2 separate regions of the Oryza sativa genome follow, and region 2 is linked to region 1. The links are chromatin contacts, called in public HiCAR-type maps. All regions are on one chromosome and are shown on one strand. The core of a region is the stretch at or near the end of the contact, and the rest is flanking DNA. Distances in the headings are between cores, read along the strand shown. Region 1 holds the start of LOC4352186 (mediator of RNA polymerase II transcription subunit 15). Region 2 holds the start of LOC4352196 (disease resistance protein RGA5-like).

What was found. HiCAR-type assays count read pairs that join an accessible place to other places.
Region 2: a HiCAR-type map of leaf shows a contact between it and region 1, with 3 times the contacts expected there. The contact joins the promoter of LOC4352196 here to the promoter of LOC4352186 in region 1. A contact is called at or near these places in 4 of 15 Hi-C or Micro-C datasets (leaf, leaf mesophyll and an unstated tissue) and 1 of 4 datasets of contacts at active chromatin or transcription factors (leaf).

Annotation. Positions count from the first base shown.
Region 1 is chr12:16,956,897-16,959,596 of ASM3414082v1, reverse strand. It overlaps LOC4352186 (mediator of RNA polymerase II transcription subunit 15), which reads left to right and starts at 1,353. Exons shown (of 2, transcript XM_015764888.3): 1 at 1,353-1,938. The coding sequence starts at 1,433.
Region 2 is chr12:17,179,025-17,181,724 of ASM3414082v1, reverse strand. It overlaps LOC4352196 (disease resistance protein RGA5-like), which reads left to right and starts at 1,266. Exons shown (of 4, transcript XM_015762800.3): 1 at 1,266-1,555; 2 at 1,678-2,522. The coding sequence starts at 1,813.

The DNA of each region.
Region 1 (2,700 bases), core at 104-2,603:
AGGTGCCTTTTGCTTGATAGGTTGCCCGCAACTAATTTTATCAAGTTCAAATTTTGCTCTGCCATGAGGCAATGGGCATCAAATTAAAATTTTCTATATAATTCATGTACATATATCAAACTAAAATTGTGCTAAATGATATGCGTACGCTCCTCTAATGGGTAAATTATGATTTTTACACACCCTGGGTAAAAATTATGCAGACGATAAAGAAAAATGTCCAGTTCTACCAAAACAATTTTGCTGAACTTTTTCATCTCAAAAAATTTAAATTTACAAATAAGCCCTCAGTTTGGAGTATTTATAAATGGCCCTAAGATAAAACTTATTAATAAGTAGGCTATTTTTTTTATAAGTTGGACAAGTAATTTTGTTATGTAATTCATGTGCATATATCAAACTAAATTTTGCTATGTCGTGTGCATATGAAACTCTATTGGGTAAATTATGATGTTTCCACATACCCCCTCTAGAGATAGAGATATACACTAAATATTATGTAAAGGAAAAAATATTCAGATTTGTGATTTTTTTTTACAAAAATACATCAAATTTCCTTATGATATTTGGAAATATTTTAATCTTCGATAAGTTAGTACAAAACTAAACTCTCTATCCTAAATAAATTTTACGAGAATTGAACTAGCCGTTCTGACAATTGTGTAAAATTATTGTGTTCTAAATAAACCATAAAATATGTACAATCTATTTTCCATGAGTTTTAAAAACAAATAAAATTGACAAAATTGAAAATTGTAGAAAAACTAGAAAACTAATAAATATATGTTCTAAATAAGTCATAAGTGTTATATACACGTTATAAAAGTAATAAACGCGCCAACTGCCGCGCCATTTTCTAATTATTTGCCTAATTTCGAGTCTGTATGAGAAAGTTATGCCTATTTTAAGAAATGACACCCGAATGACACCTATTTTCGGTAGAAATTTAGAAAATTCTACAAGTCACATATTTCATTTATTCGAGTTTATTTTTTTTATGGTTGGTTCTTGTGTGCTCATAAGTGTGAAAAAAATAAAAATAAAAATGTTGGACATCTCTCTCCTCTACGCTATAGAGGAGAAGAGAAAAAAAATGGCGCCGGGGAGGGGGGCGGCGCCAGCCACACTGATGCCCTCCCCCTGCCACCTCATCACCGCCCTGCCACGTCAGCACAAGGACGGCGCCAGAGTGGCTGGCACCACAAAAAGAATCATTTTTAGGATAAGTTTTTTTAGAAGTCTATTTACGAAATAAGTTTTTCAAAAAGACCAAATTGTGAAAAATCCAGCAAAACCTCCCGTTTCCGTTCGGATCCATACAGTTTTCTCCCAAAACGTACGCGTGTTACAGTGCAGTGTAACGGATTTTGCCCGAAACTGAAGCTCCACCACCGTTTCCCCCACAGATCTCACTCCTCGCTGCTCCCCCGCCATGGACGACGCCGCGAACCCCACCCCGACTTCCTCCTCCTCCTCCGCCGCCGCCGCAGCCGCGGCCGCCGCGGCGCAGCACCAGCAGCTTCAGCGCCAGATCTTCCTCATGCAGCAGGCCCAGGCGCAGTCGCAGTCGCAGGGCCACGCCCCGACGCCGCAGCAGCTGTCGCAGCAGGCCATGTCCCGCTTCCCCTCCAACATCGACGCCCACCTCCGCCCGCTCGGCCCCATCCGCTTCCAGCAGCCCCCGCAGCCGCAGCCGCAGCCGCCTCAGCCTCCGCCACAGCCGCAACCGCAGCAGCAGCAGCCGCACTCCGGGGCCCCGTCGCCGTCGCAGTCGCAGGCGTCCCCCCAGCAGCAGCAGCAGCAGCAGGCGGCGGCGATGGCGGCGGCTGCGGCGAGGGTGCGGAGCCCCGAGGTGGAGATGGCGCTGCAGGACGCGATGCGGGTGTGCAACCCCGACATCAAGACGCCCTTCCAGTCCCTCGAGGACGCCGTCAACAGGTGGGGGAATCGCACCAAATTTCTCTGCATCTTTTTTTTTTCTTATATACGTTATTATCCACGATTTTGCTGGTAATCCTCATCCATTTGATTTCGCTGCGTCAGCTGAAATTGGGGTGCTTTAAATTTTTAACTGTATACTGATTTAGGCTACGCGTTCCGGATGAATTTGTTGCCAATTCGGGCTCGAGGCTTGCCCGGATCGTTTCCCATTTTTTGGGTTTCGATTATTAGAATTTGGGAGCGTCTTAGAAATTTTAACATTAATCTTCATTCCTTGTTAAACAAATCAGACAAAATTCTCCCAAAAGGTGAATAGTAGGGGCATTAGGGGATTGGAGGATCAGGACAACATTTTGGCCTGTATGTCTTTTCTTTTCCACAGAGCAGATTGTTAATGCTGTATGTGGTTCATGAGTGAAACTCGTGGTCCAATTTAGGACCAGTTTAGCACGAATTGCAGGTGACATGCTTTTCGGCATATGTGCCTCTGGTTATTTTCTATTGATGGGGATTTTGTTTATTTAAGGTGACATACTTTTAGCTTTTGGTCATATACTAACCAGTAATTGCAAGCTGGTTTCTTCGTGTAGTAACTTGAGTGATTGTATGGATTGCTTTATCTTAGCAGATTGTTATCTTAGATGTTTTAACTCCAGTTATTCTTAACCCACATAAGATTTTTAACTGTTTTAGTCATTCTTAACTTCTTTTCCCTGATCCATTCCATTTTAGTGACTGAAAAATTCTTGTTTCAGCATT
Region 2 (2,700 bases), core at 17-2,516, 220 kb before region 1:
TTTTGGATTTTTTTCCATTTAGCTCTAATTCCTTTGGTTTTAGTGCATAAAAAAATTCATTAGTTTTACATAATGAAAATAATTAAGATAAGATTTGTTTTTTTTCAAAGATTCTTTTTTAAGTAACCGATTGAAAAGAAATTTATACATGAAGTCAAATTCTGAAAATTTTCGACCCAGATTTGAAAACTTTTAACCTAAATTTGAAAACTTTCAATCAAGATTTAAAAACTTTCAACTCGAAATTTGATTTTTTTAAAGTCAAAGTTTGAAAAATTTCAACTTTTCATCTGAAATTTGAAAAACTTTCAACTCAAATTTAAAACTTTTAACCCAAATTTAAAAAATTTCAACCCAGATTTGAAAACTTTCAACCCAGATTTGAAAACTTTCAACACAAATTTTGAAAACTTTCAAAGTCAAAATTTGAAATCTTTCAAGTCAAAATTAAAAACTTTCAATTCTATATTTGTAAAGAGGTGTGCAAAAGGAAAAAAAATAGGAAAGAAACAGCGGAAAAAAAAACGCCACGCCAAAATCAGGAAGAAATACAAATAAAAATAAAGAGAAAGAGCGGAAAAAAAAACACCGAAAGGGGGCCTAGCTAAATCGCGCTAGGAGCACCCCCCGCCATTATAGTTGGCCATAAGGCCCGAGGCCCGAAGGCCCGGCCCATGGCACGCCTTTTTGGCCCGGCCCAAGCACGGCACGGCCCGACTTGGGTCGGGCCCGTGCCGGCCCGGCCCGATCGTCGGGCCGTGCCTGGGCCTCCTCACCAGCACGCTAGGCTGGCCCGGCACGGTCGGGCTGGCCCGGCACGATGGGCCGGCAGGCTAAGCCCGGTACACAAAGTACAGGGACTAAAAATAGACATATAAATGTCACTGTCTAAATAATAGGGACCTTAAATAGACTTATTTTAGCTATTTATATACCACAGTCCAAAGAAGAGGGAGGTAAAATAGACTTTTTGTAGCTATACATATGTCACAGCCCAATAGGAGGGAGTAAATTTAGACTTATTCTGAAGAAAGCACGACGGCCCATCGTGCCTTCGGTCCGGCCCGGCACGGCCCGAGGCGTGTTGGGCCGTGAGTGCGGCACGTGGGCTGGCACGGCACGGCCCGGTGCGTCGGTCGGGCCGTGCCGGCCCGACAAGCCTCGGCCCAGGCACGACCGGGCCTGGGCCGTGCCGTGCCGGGCCTCCGCATGGCCATCTATACCCCCCATTGCTCTTATCTCCTCGCACTGCTTCCCTATCCAACAGTCTCTCGATTACTTCCCTATCGCAATGTCGATCGTCCCAGGTGGCAGCACTAGCAACTGAGCTCCGCTGCGGCTGAGGCTGCAGACGCCGAGCGCCGCGGGCGGCCGGAGCGGCGAGAGCTCGGGCAGGCGCGGGGCGGGATCTGGCCCGCGGCGCTAGCCGAAGCCACCGGCCGGCCAGTGGCCCGGGTTGCTCGGGTCGGGTGCGATTTGGCGGCGGCGACGACGGCAGCCGGCCGGTACCTCGACCCGTCGTTTTCCTCTCGACGAACGCCTACCTATCTCCCCAGTGCGTTTCTTCGCCTACCTTTTTTTTCATTTTGTTATTATTCTCGTTTTTCTTTTGAGATCAATTTCACCCCAAACCAATAAATTACTCCGGTAATATGGTCATGATGCATGCTGCTTCAGATGGAGGCGGTGAGCGCTTCCATGGGGGTGATGGCGCCTCTCCTCACCAAGCTAGCCACGCTGCTCGGTGACAAGTGCTACAAACTCAAGGGAGTGCGCAAGGACATCGAGTTCCTCAGGTCTTAGTTGGCCGAAATGAATGTTGTGCTGGAGAAGCTTGCAGATATGGAGCGGCTGGATGGCCAGCAGAAGCTGTGGAGGGACAATGTCCGCGAGATGGCGTATGACATTGAGGACTGCATTGATGTGTTCATGTATCATCTTGGTGATGGCCATAACAAGGATGGGTTGCTCCAGAAGACTGCACGAAAGATCAGGAAGCTGCGCGTTCGGTATCAGATCGCAAACAAGATCCAAGAACTCAAGGCCCGTGTCATGGAGGTGGCTCAACGCCGTAGCAGGTATATCGGTCTAGGTGAGGCTACGACCTCTTGTCCTAAGGTGGTGGAAATCGATCCTCGGCTGCCTGCGCTGTATGAAGCGGCTAAAAATCTTGTAGGCATTGATGGTCCACGGGAAGAAATTTCCCGGTGGCTCACGGAAGAAGGACAGAGTGGTCCAACCCAACAACTCAAAGTTGTATCTATCGTTGGCTTTGGAGGCCTTGGCAAGACAACTCTTGCTAACCAAGTGTACAAGCAAGTGAAGGACAAGTTTAATTGCACATCATTCTTGTCAGTGTCCAAAAATCCCGACGTGTTGAAGCTTCTGAAAAATCTACTTTTAGAAGTTCAAAAAAAAGAGATTATAATCAAGAGCTCATTGACACCCTCGGAGTTCACAAAATTTCCAGATGATAATCAAAAGCTCATTGACACTCTCAGAGAACACCTTGCTAACAAGAGGTATGCCTAAGTCTGTATATAGTTTGTCTTTGATGTGACGTTCATATTCAGTTCGTGTGAATATTTCTTGTGTATAGCTAATACTTTATAACTATGTGTACATTTCTACTGTTTAGGTTGACTTGTATTAGATTTTAGCACCATTTGGAACTTTCGATCCTATCAAGGAAAAACATGT